Regions from separate parts of the Mus musculus genome. Here region 1 is linked to region 2. The links are chromatin contacts, called in public HiChIP or PLAC-seq maps. All regions are on one chromosome and are shown on one strand. The core of a region is the stretch at or near the end of the contact, and the rest is flanking DNA. Distances in the headings are between cores, read along the strand shown.

Region 1 (4,251 bases), core at 815-3,314, 600 kb before region 2:
AGACTCACCTGTAGTGTCCTCCCATTTGTAATGGCACTTACTGGCCTAAAAGCCTAGACCAACATATTCTATAGTTGGGTCGGTTAATTGCACTTAGCAAAATCGGAGCCTTTAGAAATCTTTCAAGGCCCAGGGACTCTTCCCCATGTGAGAGGAGGACAAAATAGTGATTCAAGAGCAAGAGCTTTAGAAGAATATCTTTGTTCTTCCCAGTGTTACGTACTCTCCCGCGGAGCTGTTTCACCCCAGGGCCTTGGTTTCCCCGTATGCCAGTCTGAGTGAAGCAGGCGTGTGAGGCTGCACCATCTCAGGAGCTTGGCGGTGGTGTTGTGTAACTGTCTGCCATCTGTTACTCAGAAACAGCCCCACAAAGCGCTGAGCAATGGACTCCGCTGCTGCAGCTCCTGCCTGGCGCTCATCAGCGAGTCTACAGCTTGCTCGGGAGGTTCTCGGCAGAGCTGACACAGAACACTTTGCAGGCCCAGGACTGGGACTCTAGGGTGAGGCTCTTGGAAGAGATCCAGAGAGCTCAGAAAGCTGCGGGAGTAGGTGCTCTTGCCACTCGCCAATGCTCCTTGGACAGTTATTCACCGAGGCCTTTGCCTGCTTAAACAACATCTGGAGAGAGTGGACCCAACCTTTCAGAGGCTACGGGTCCAATAGAGACAAGTGTGAGATGCCAGCAGGGCTCTGGGGGCTGACAAGCCTTTTCTGGCTGATTGATTTCCAACCTCAAATTTCTTACCTACATCTCCGCTCCAGAGCCTTTGCCTTATGGCCGAAAGACAAGGTATCAAACACCGGAGCTGTTGGGGGGTGGGGGACACCTCTGTTTCTGAGCAAGTGTCTGGAGGGCTCCATGGCACTGGAGGAGGAATTCTGGAGAACTGACTGGTACCTTTCTCACCTGCAGTCGAGTGTGGGTGCTACCCCTATACTAAGCTCCAGTCTGTGAGTGAAGACAGCAGGGAGCATGCCGCTGGGCCACTCGGTGTCATTCTCACTTGGAGAAACTTGGAGCATCCCTGTAACTAAAACAAGGACTCCAGTGGCCAGGGCTCTGCAGACTTCGCAAAAACTTCCACCTTTTCTCTCTGAACTCTGAGGTAACGCAGCATTCACATCTGAAGATGAGGCACAGTCTTAAGACTTAAGGAAGGGAGAGGCTGACGCTGTGATTTGCCCTGTTGGTTGGGTAGGCTAGGCTAGAAACCACACCTCCCTATTCTAGAGATATGGTTAGAAATTCATCCAGCCCACCTGAGGCCTGTATGGAAACTGGAGTCAGAACTGTTCCTGTCTCTAAATCCAAGTGACTTTAGTCTGTAGCTGGAAGATGTATTCCTTAAAGGCAACTGGGAAAGGGATTTGGGGAGCTACTCCCACACACCCCAGGGCCACCTTTCACAAAACTTCCGGTGGTTGTGCTAACATTAGACCCTTTTTTTCTGGCAAGCCCCAGAAAAAGGGCTTATTTTTACAAGGAGAAAAAAAAAATCCTCAGGGATTTACTTTTGCCTTAATTTTTAAAAGGACATCTTTCGAGTTAAATTTAGACCAGCTCAGTTTTCCATTAAGAGAAAGTTGCCAGGCACCTACCTGCTCAAAGGCAAAGAATACCCTGGGGAGATGGCTGAACTCGACCTTGGCCCTGAAATGGTCAAGTCTGAACTTGAGACAACATCTGGGTCAACCAACCCTACTATCCCAGTGATGGCTCCCGGCTAGCGAACCCTCCTGTGAGCACCATGTGCAGAGCCCCGCAGCAAACAGAAACTCCTCCCCGGTAGTGCCTCACCTGGCGCGGGCTAGTCCTTAAGTATCAGCTTGCTTGATACAAGTCAGTATCCTATAACCGGTCCCCGCCCAACCCCTCCCAGCACAACCCTAGCCCAGGATGGTCCCAGAGCTGCATCCAAGGTCCCTCAACCGCAGGGTGCTCCACGGTCGGCGGGAGGCGGTAGCGCCCCCGCTCAGAGCCCGGTTCGCTCCCGCCCCGCTCTCCCTCGGAGTCAGTCTGTCTGTCGGGCCCGCCCTCCCTCCGCGCTCCCTCCTCCTCGTGCTCCTCCGGGGGTGCCGGGCACAGCCTCGGATTCCACCTTCCCGGCTGCTCGAGTCAGTTTCCCTCGCGGCAGCAGCGGGCAAAGGCAGCCGCGGCGCACAGCAGCATCGCAGCGGCCGCCGCGGCTCTCCGTTTGGAGCGGGCGCCGGGCTGAGCTGCCCCTCGTCCCTGCCCGGCCGCGTCTCTAGTCTCCGGCGCCCCTCGCCGCTCCGTTCCCGGCTGTGGCTTCTCTCCGAAGCGGGCGGGGCAGGATCCCGCCATCCAACATCGGGATCCCAGGAGCAGCGTTTCTCCTAGAGCGAGGCGCTCGGCAGACTCGTGCCCCGCCACCCCTGACCGCCGGGGGGTGCCCCAGGGACGCGTCGCCACCAAGAGAAGCAGGCAGAGGGGACCATGCGGCGGCTGACTCGCCGCTTGGCGCTGCCCATCTTTGGGGTGCTCTGGATCACCGTACTGCTGTTCTTCTGGGTCACCAAGAGGAAGTTGGAGGTGCCGCTGGGACCCGAAGTGCAGACCCCCAAGGTATGCCGTTTCGTGGCGCACAGGGCACAGGGCACCGGGCACTGGCAGGTGGAAGGGTGCGTGGTCCACGCACTGGGATTGAGGGTTCAAATGCAGGGGTGTCGAGGTGCTGCGATGGGGAACAGGCGCGGGATGCGGCCATGGGGAGGTGCTTGTGGAATTTAAGAAGCTTGGGGCGTCTCCATATCTTTGGCGTGTGTAAGTGGCAGTGGGCGTGGGTGGTGGGCGCGCGCTCGCAGACAGAGCCGGGCTCCCAACTTAACTAGCAGTCCGGTGGCCAAGGGGGCGCTGCGGACTAGCTACTTTGGGACTGGCGGTCGGTGGGTGCCGCTGGAGGGTCACTGGAGGTTGCTGGGTGAGCGATGCTGGCACCCATGAGAAGTCTGGTGGATTTGCGGACTCCTTCCCTTTGCTGCCAGGCCCCAGAGGAGGAGACGATGACCCGGGTGCTGTGCGCACGTGAACAGCACTAGCGACCCCCCTGGAGGCCTCCCAGCCTTCCCTACCCACCTGGCCTGGCCTGGTGCCACCGGCTCTGTGAACTGTTCCCCAGTTCATTTGCTGCGTTGGAAGTTGAATGCGCTCAGGACAGCACGGAGGAGCCCATAAGAACAGAAACCTTCCTACTGGCAGGGAGTTGTGGAAATGGGAATCCAAGTGGCTTTCCCAACTCTTGTCCAGTCGGTGCAGCCCAGAGGAGTGGAAGGTTCCCCCTACTGGCTCTCTCTTGAGATTCAGAGCCCCTGTCTTTCTTTTCCACAGCCTTGACCAGGGGAAACAGAGCGAGGCTTCTGGGGATTTGCTGGCAGCTAAGCAACCTTTATGAGCCCAGGGCAATCTCTAGGAGTGGGAAAAGACCTTGGAGGAGCCTGTAGTCGGAAAGAGGAAGACATGAACATCTCTGTGTTAAGTAGGAGTGGATCTCACCGATAAGTACAGTAGGGAGGGCCTACTGTGTGCTAAGTGCATAGTTGGTGTTTTCTTCATAAGGAGTTGTTTAATATTGTTCTTATTTCATAGATGGGGAAACAGGCCAAGAGTCTTTAATTAACTCGTCTTAGATCGTTCTGGGTTTGAACTCAGACCTCCACAGAATTTTCCCACTTGGATCCCAATAGACTCTTCTTTTAACCAAAGTACATTTTAAACCAAAGTTTTGGAATCTTGCCAATATTAGTTGATCGAAATAAGCATTTAGTTTAGCACCCATGGAGCTAGGCTCGGTGCCATTGGATGCAGAGATGCAGGATTTTCTCCTTGGTGGAGGGTGGTCTGCTCATCAGTGGTCCAGGACACGCAGGATTGATAGTCAAGTGGGGTCACTGCACTGGGTGTCATGGGAGCCCGGCCACTGCTGGAGGAGGTACAATAGGTGAGTTGAGAAGGATGGATCAGTGGCCCGTAGGCAGAGCACATTCCAAATAGAGAATAAGCCAGCTTTGAAGGAACAAGACAGCATGAAGCCTGTGGCGGTCAGAGGAATGAGACAGGGACAGTGTGTGTGTGGGTCTAGTCAGGAAGGACCATGGAAGCTGTGGGTGGTTAAGCAGGGTAGTGATGCGATCGATTGGTATGTCCATCAGGCAGCCTTTATAGTCCAGGATCTATTTCCTTAATGTTGCAGACCCTGACCACGAATCTGTAGGTGTTTTTCTTACTTTTCCCTA
Region 2 (4,671 bases), core at 1,378-3,877:
CAGCAGAATAAACTAATAAACGTCAATTCTTACCATACTGTTTTTAAGTCTTTTATATGAACACCCCTCCCTTAGAAACCTCAATGAATGTCATCTCTATTCAGAGACAAAGCACCTCACAGAAGTTACATAATTACCACATTTTAAGAAGCAACCTAGCTGGGTGTGGTGGCGCATGCCTTTAATCCTAGCACTTGGGAGGCAGAGGCAGGCGAATTTCTGAGTTCAGACCAGCCTGGTCTTCAGAGTGAGTTCCAGGACAGCCAGAGCTGTACAGAGAAACCCTGTCTCGGAAAAACAAAAACAAGAATAAGAAGAAGCAGCCCAGGGATCCACCCCATAATCAGCTTCCAAACGCTGACACCATTGCATACACTAGCAAGATTTTGCTGAAAGGACCCAGATAGAGCTGTCTCTTGTGAGACTATGCCGGGGCCTAGCAAACACAGAAGTGGATGCTCACAGTCAGCTATTGGATGGATCACAGGGCTCCCAATGGAGGAGCTAGAGAAAGTGCCCAAGGAGCTAAAGGGATCTGCAACCCTATAGGTGGAACAACATTATGAACTAACCAGTACCCCGGAACTCTTGACTCTAGCTGCATATGTATCAAAAGATGGCCTAGTCGGCCATCACTGGAAAGAGAGGCCCATTGGACACACAAACTTTATATACCCCAGTACAGGGGAACACCAAGGCCAAAAAAATGGGAATGGGTGGGTAGGGAAGTGGGGGGGGAGTAGGGGGGACTTTTGGGATAGCATTGGAAATGTAATTGAGGAAAATACATAATAATAAAAAAGAAAGAAAGAAAGAAGAAGAAGCAGAAGCAGCAGCCACCTAGTTACCACTACATATAACCTCAATCCTAGGCCAAACTGACTCTATCTCCCCAGATTCAGTTTGAAAGAGTCCCTCCTAACGTATGCAGGAGCCAACCTCTTTAGACCTGGTGGGAACATTTGCTCAAATTAAAGCCACGTGGAAACCACAGTGCAAGATACTCGGGGCACCCCTGAGACAGAAGCTATTAGGACTGAAGCTAAGTGCTCTGTGTCTTTTCAATTCCTTTACTAAATCAAAAACACCTAAGTCTAAGGCCTGGCGTGATAGCTCAATGGTTTAAAGCACTTACTCCTCTTTTAAGGGAGCAGGGTTGGGTTCCCCACACCCACATTAGGTGACTCAAAAACCATCTGAAACTCCAGCTCCAGTGTCACCACACTGTGTGGTGAATATAAACTCATGCAGCCTCGCATACACAAATACAAATTTTTTAATACATGAATTTTGCAAAGTCTTTCATCAAAATAGTATTTTAAAAAGTAGCCCATCCAACTCTTTAAACTTTTTGTGACAGGGGGTTTCTTTCCCGAAACACGTGATGGGTATGAATGGGAAGCATTTTATCTTGGTAAGGCCTTCACCAATTTCTTTTTCAATACTTTCCTTGGACTTAACTGAATGTAAAACTCAGCTCTGTCTACATCCAATCAGAGGCGACTAAGCCTTCAGGCAAGAACCAGGAAACAAAACAGCTCCACAACCACAAAGAAACACCTTATGCCTTGTCTTTATTGCTTCTGGTCAAACATAATCTTAGATGTTAAGATACAACTTGAGAAGCCGGGCGTGGTGGAGCACGCCTTTAATCACAGCATTTCGGAGGCAGAGGCAGATTTCTGAGTTTGAGGCCAGCCTGGTCTACATAGTGATACAAAGTGACAGCCAGGACTATACAGAGAAACACTGTCTCGAAAAAAAAAACAAAAACAAAAACAAACAAAAAAAGAACAACAAAAAAGATACAACCTGAGAGACCAAACCTGCCAGGTGGGCGTGGTGAAGCACGCCTGTTATCGCACCAATACAAGGGCAGAGGCAAGGACCATGAGAGGCCAGCCCTTAGCTAGAGCGAATGCCAATAAAAAGGAAAATTGGACTCGAAGTCAGCCTTCAATGTGGCCTATCGTTCTTTCTGTGGCACTGCCACCTAGACCTAGGGCACACCTCTGTCACCTGCAAGAAACAAACTGCTTGAACCCTGAAAAACTCTCTTGTGGGCCGTTCACGTGGCGACCCCTGGAAAGCCTTGTGCTCCTGGAATCTGGACCCTGACACACCGTAGGCGGTGTAGGGGGACCCGGCAGCTCCCGGGTTTCACCGAGGTGTGGTGTGGACAGGAAGGTGAGCACAGAAGGGGCACCCGACGCTCCTCGCCCCCGCATCCTGATCAGCTCTGGAGGCTTCGGCCTCCCTCCCAAGAGCCGATCGCCCTAAGCCCTCCACCCAATTCCCGCCAGTGTCCGTCCCCCAGGGCCCACCCGAGGAGGCCTGCTCCGGGGAAAAGCCGCCGAGCCGCAGCTCTCCATCCGCCCACTCGGGAAAAAAAAATCCCTTGGCTGCCGCCATGTTCCCGCGCCGAAGCCCACACCTGACACCGCGGGCCGCGCACCTGGGACACACCGGGGGAAACGCGCGACGTCGCGGGGACACTGGGGCGAGACAGCGACTCCACGGGGGTCACAACCTGGGAGAAGAACCCGCCGCTAATTCATCCCGAAGCGGGGAGGCGTCGAGCCCCGTCGCCTTAGTAATGCGTCCCTCCGGGCTCCACCCTGATTGGCTCCTGGCGCAGTGACGCAAGGCGTCTCCGGCTGCGTGGGAAGCCCTTGAACCGGGCGCTCCGCCCCTGCTCCGCAGTGGGGAGAGACCCCGGGCGTCGTCTAAGCTCCTTTAAAGGAACCGCGCCCCAGATCAGTGTGGCCAGGCGCAGATGCCTGCCAAAGCTGGTAGGGGTAGAGGAGCAAGAAACCAAAAATGAGAACTCAAGCGGTGGTCTCCGGGGAATCTAGTGGTTGCGTAGGGGGATGGCAAAGCTAGAGCACTCATTTGCAAGCCTAACGTTTACGTCAGGAATCAAAGGGCAATTTAGTATCCAGCCAATTCTAGAGCCTGAGTTTCTGCTGGCACAAAACTCAAGACACCTTCAACGCCTGAGGTTACCTCATGGAAAATAAATCGGAGGCAATCATTTACAACTCTTACTTTCTTGCCTCATGTAAAGAGCAAATGATCACGCAGTCAGTTCTAGAGCCAGGTTCCTGATGGTGTAAAACTAAACGCACCTTCATTCAACCCCTAAAGTTGCAGGATGGAAAACGCAGAGACACTAAATGACAAGCGTTATTTTCTTGCCCCAAGTCAAAAAGCAACTCCAGGTTCTGTGGTGCGCAACTGTTGCTAATTCGCAGTGTTTGCTCAAGTCTCAACGTTTCCTCTTCTGGATGGCCCAATCAGTTTTTATGTTGCTGTCGGGTTTTTGTCGTTGTTGTTGTTGTTGTTTGGTTTTTTGGGTTTTTTTTTTTTTTCTGTTTGTTGGTTTTTTTGGTTTTTTTTTTTTTTTCTGTTTGTTGGTTTTTTGGGTTTTTTTTTTTTTTTTTAAGTTTGGTTTGGTTTGGTTTGGTTTTGTAGGACACTCTTTTGGAAAGGTCTTTGTGCCTTTCTACAGTGTTGGATCTGGCTCCAAACCTACCAGACTAAGCACCTGGATGCTAGAGACTGGTTAATTTAACCTCTTTGCGTTTCCCCTGCACAATACCTTCTTGCTGACTTTTAACAGATAATAGACATCTTTAAAAATATGAAATGTCCACACATAGCCGACAGAGCCTTTCAACAGCTTTTCATTTATGTTTATTCATTTAATCTGTTTATTTAACATGAAACAGAGAGAAATGAATTTTTAAGTTCAGGGTAGCCTTGTGTGGTAGTACATGCCTGTAGTCCCAGCAGTCCCCATAACAGAGCCAGGAGACTGCCTCTGCAAGACTCTAAATTTTAAAAAACAAATGCAAGGTGCCTTCGCGCTCAGAGCCAGCGTTACCTCTCCTTTACCTTTATTCAATACTTAAGTGTTTGAGATGTGCCACAATTGTATTAGAAAACAGAAAATACAACGAAGGAAAAAAAGCAGCACAAAAATGCAGTTATCCCTCAGAGGTTGAACGGACCTCACTTTTGTCTCTAAACTCAAGAGTTCTGGGAAAATCTTAGGAATTTTAAGGCTTGTCATTGTTTTGAACTTAACATGGGGATCCCCCAGAACCTCTCAAGAATGCACCGCTGTGAGTTCTCTGAGGATTTAAAGAGTCTATACATAGCCTTCCCTCTACTAGAGATTCCTCTTTTGTTCTAATGGATTAAAGGAGAGTAGTGAAGAAAGATGGATACCCGAGACTCCAGGATAGCCCCCTCAACTTAGATCCTTTAACCAACATTTCTCAACATAAAAATAAATCAGAGTACTTTTCTTTCCCCAGTCTGTAGTTATTTAAGACACAAAAAAGGGGGGGGGGGCTAGGCAGTGGTGGCTCACAACTTTAATTCCAGAATTGGAGAGGCAGAAACAGGCAGATCTCTGTGAGTTCCAAGCCAGCCTGATCTATAGCATATAAGAGACTTTGGAAAAGGACTGAAGAAGAAGAAACGTGGGTCCTCATGTACAGCAGTCTCTCCTTCAGTCCTTGCAGCCTAAGAGTCCTCTCAGGTCTTGAAATTGAGCAGCAGATTAGAATTTTCTACTGGGGTGACGTCTGAACCCACTTTTTCACTTATCGCTCATCAGCTCAGACTATATATTATACAGTACCATTATCGTCTGCCCACATA

What was found. HiChIP or PLAC-seq counts read pairs in DNA pulled down with a chosen protein or histone mark.
Region 1: an H3K27ac HiChIP or PLAC-seq map of embryonic stem cells shows a contact between it and region 2, with 2.6 times the contacts expected there. The contact joins the promoter of Galnt14 here to the promoter of Lclat1 in region 2. A contact is called at or near these places in 3 of 39 promoter capture datasets (the C10 cell line, hippocampal neurons and pre-B cells), 1 of 484 Hi-C or Micro-C datasets (embryonic stem cells) and 3 of 115 datasets of contacts at active chromatin or transcription factors (astrocytes, embryonic stem cells and large pre-B cells).

The regions. Positions count from the first base shown.
Region 1 is chr17:73,708,264-73,712,514 of GRCm38.p6, reverse strand. It overlaps Galnt14 (polypeptide N-acetylgalactosaminyltransferase 14), which reads left to right and starts at 2,064. Exons shown (of 15, transcript NM_027864.2): 1 at 2,064-2,584. The coding sequence starts at 2,456.
Region 2 is chr17:73,105,941-73,110,611 of GRCm38.p6, reverse strand. It overlaps Lclat1 (lysocardiolipin acyltransferase 1), which reads right to left and starts at 2,627. Exons shown (of 6, transcript NM_001177967.1): 1 at 2,456-2,627.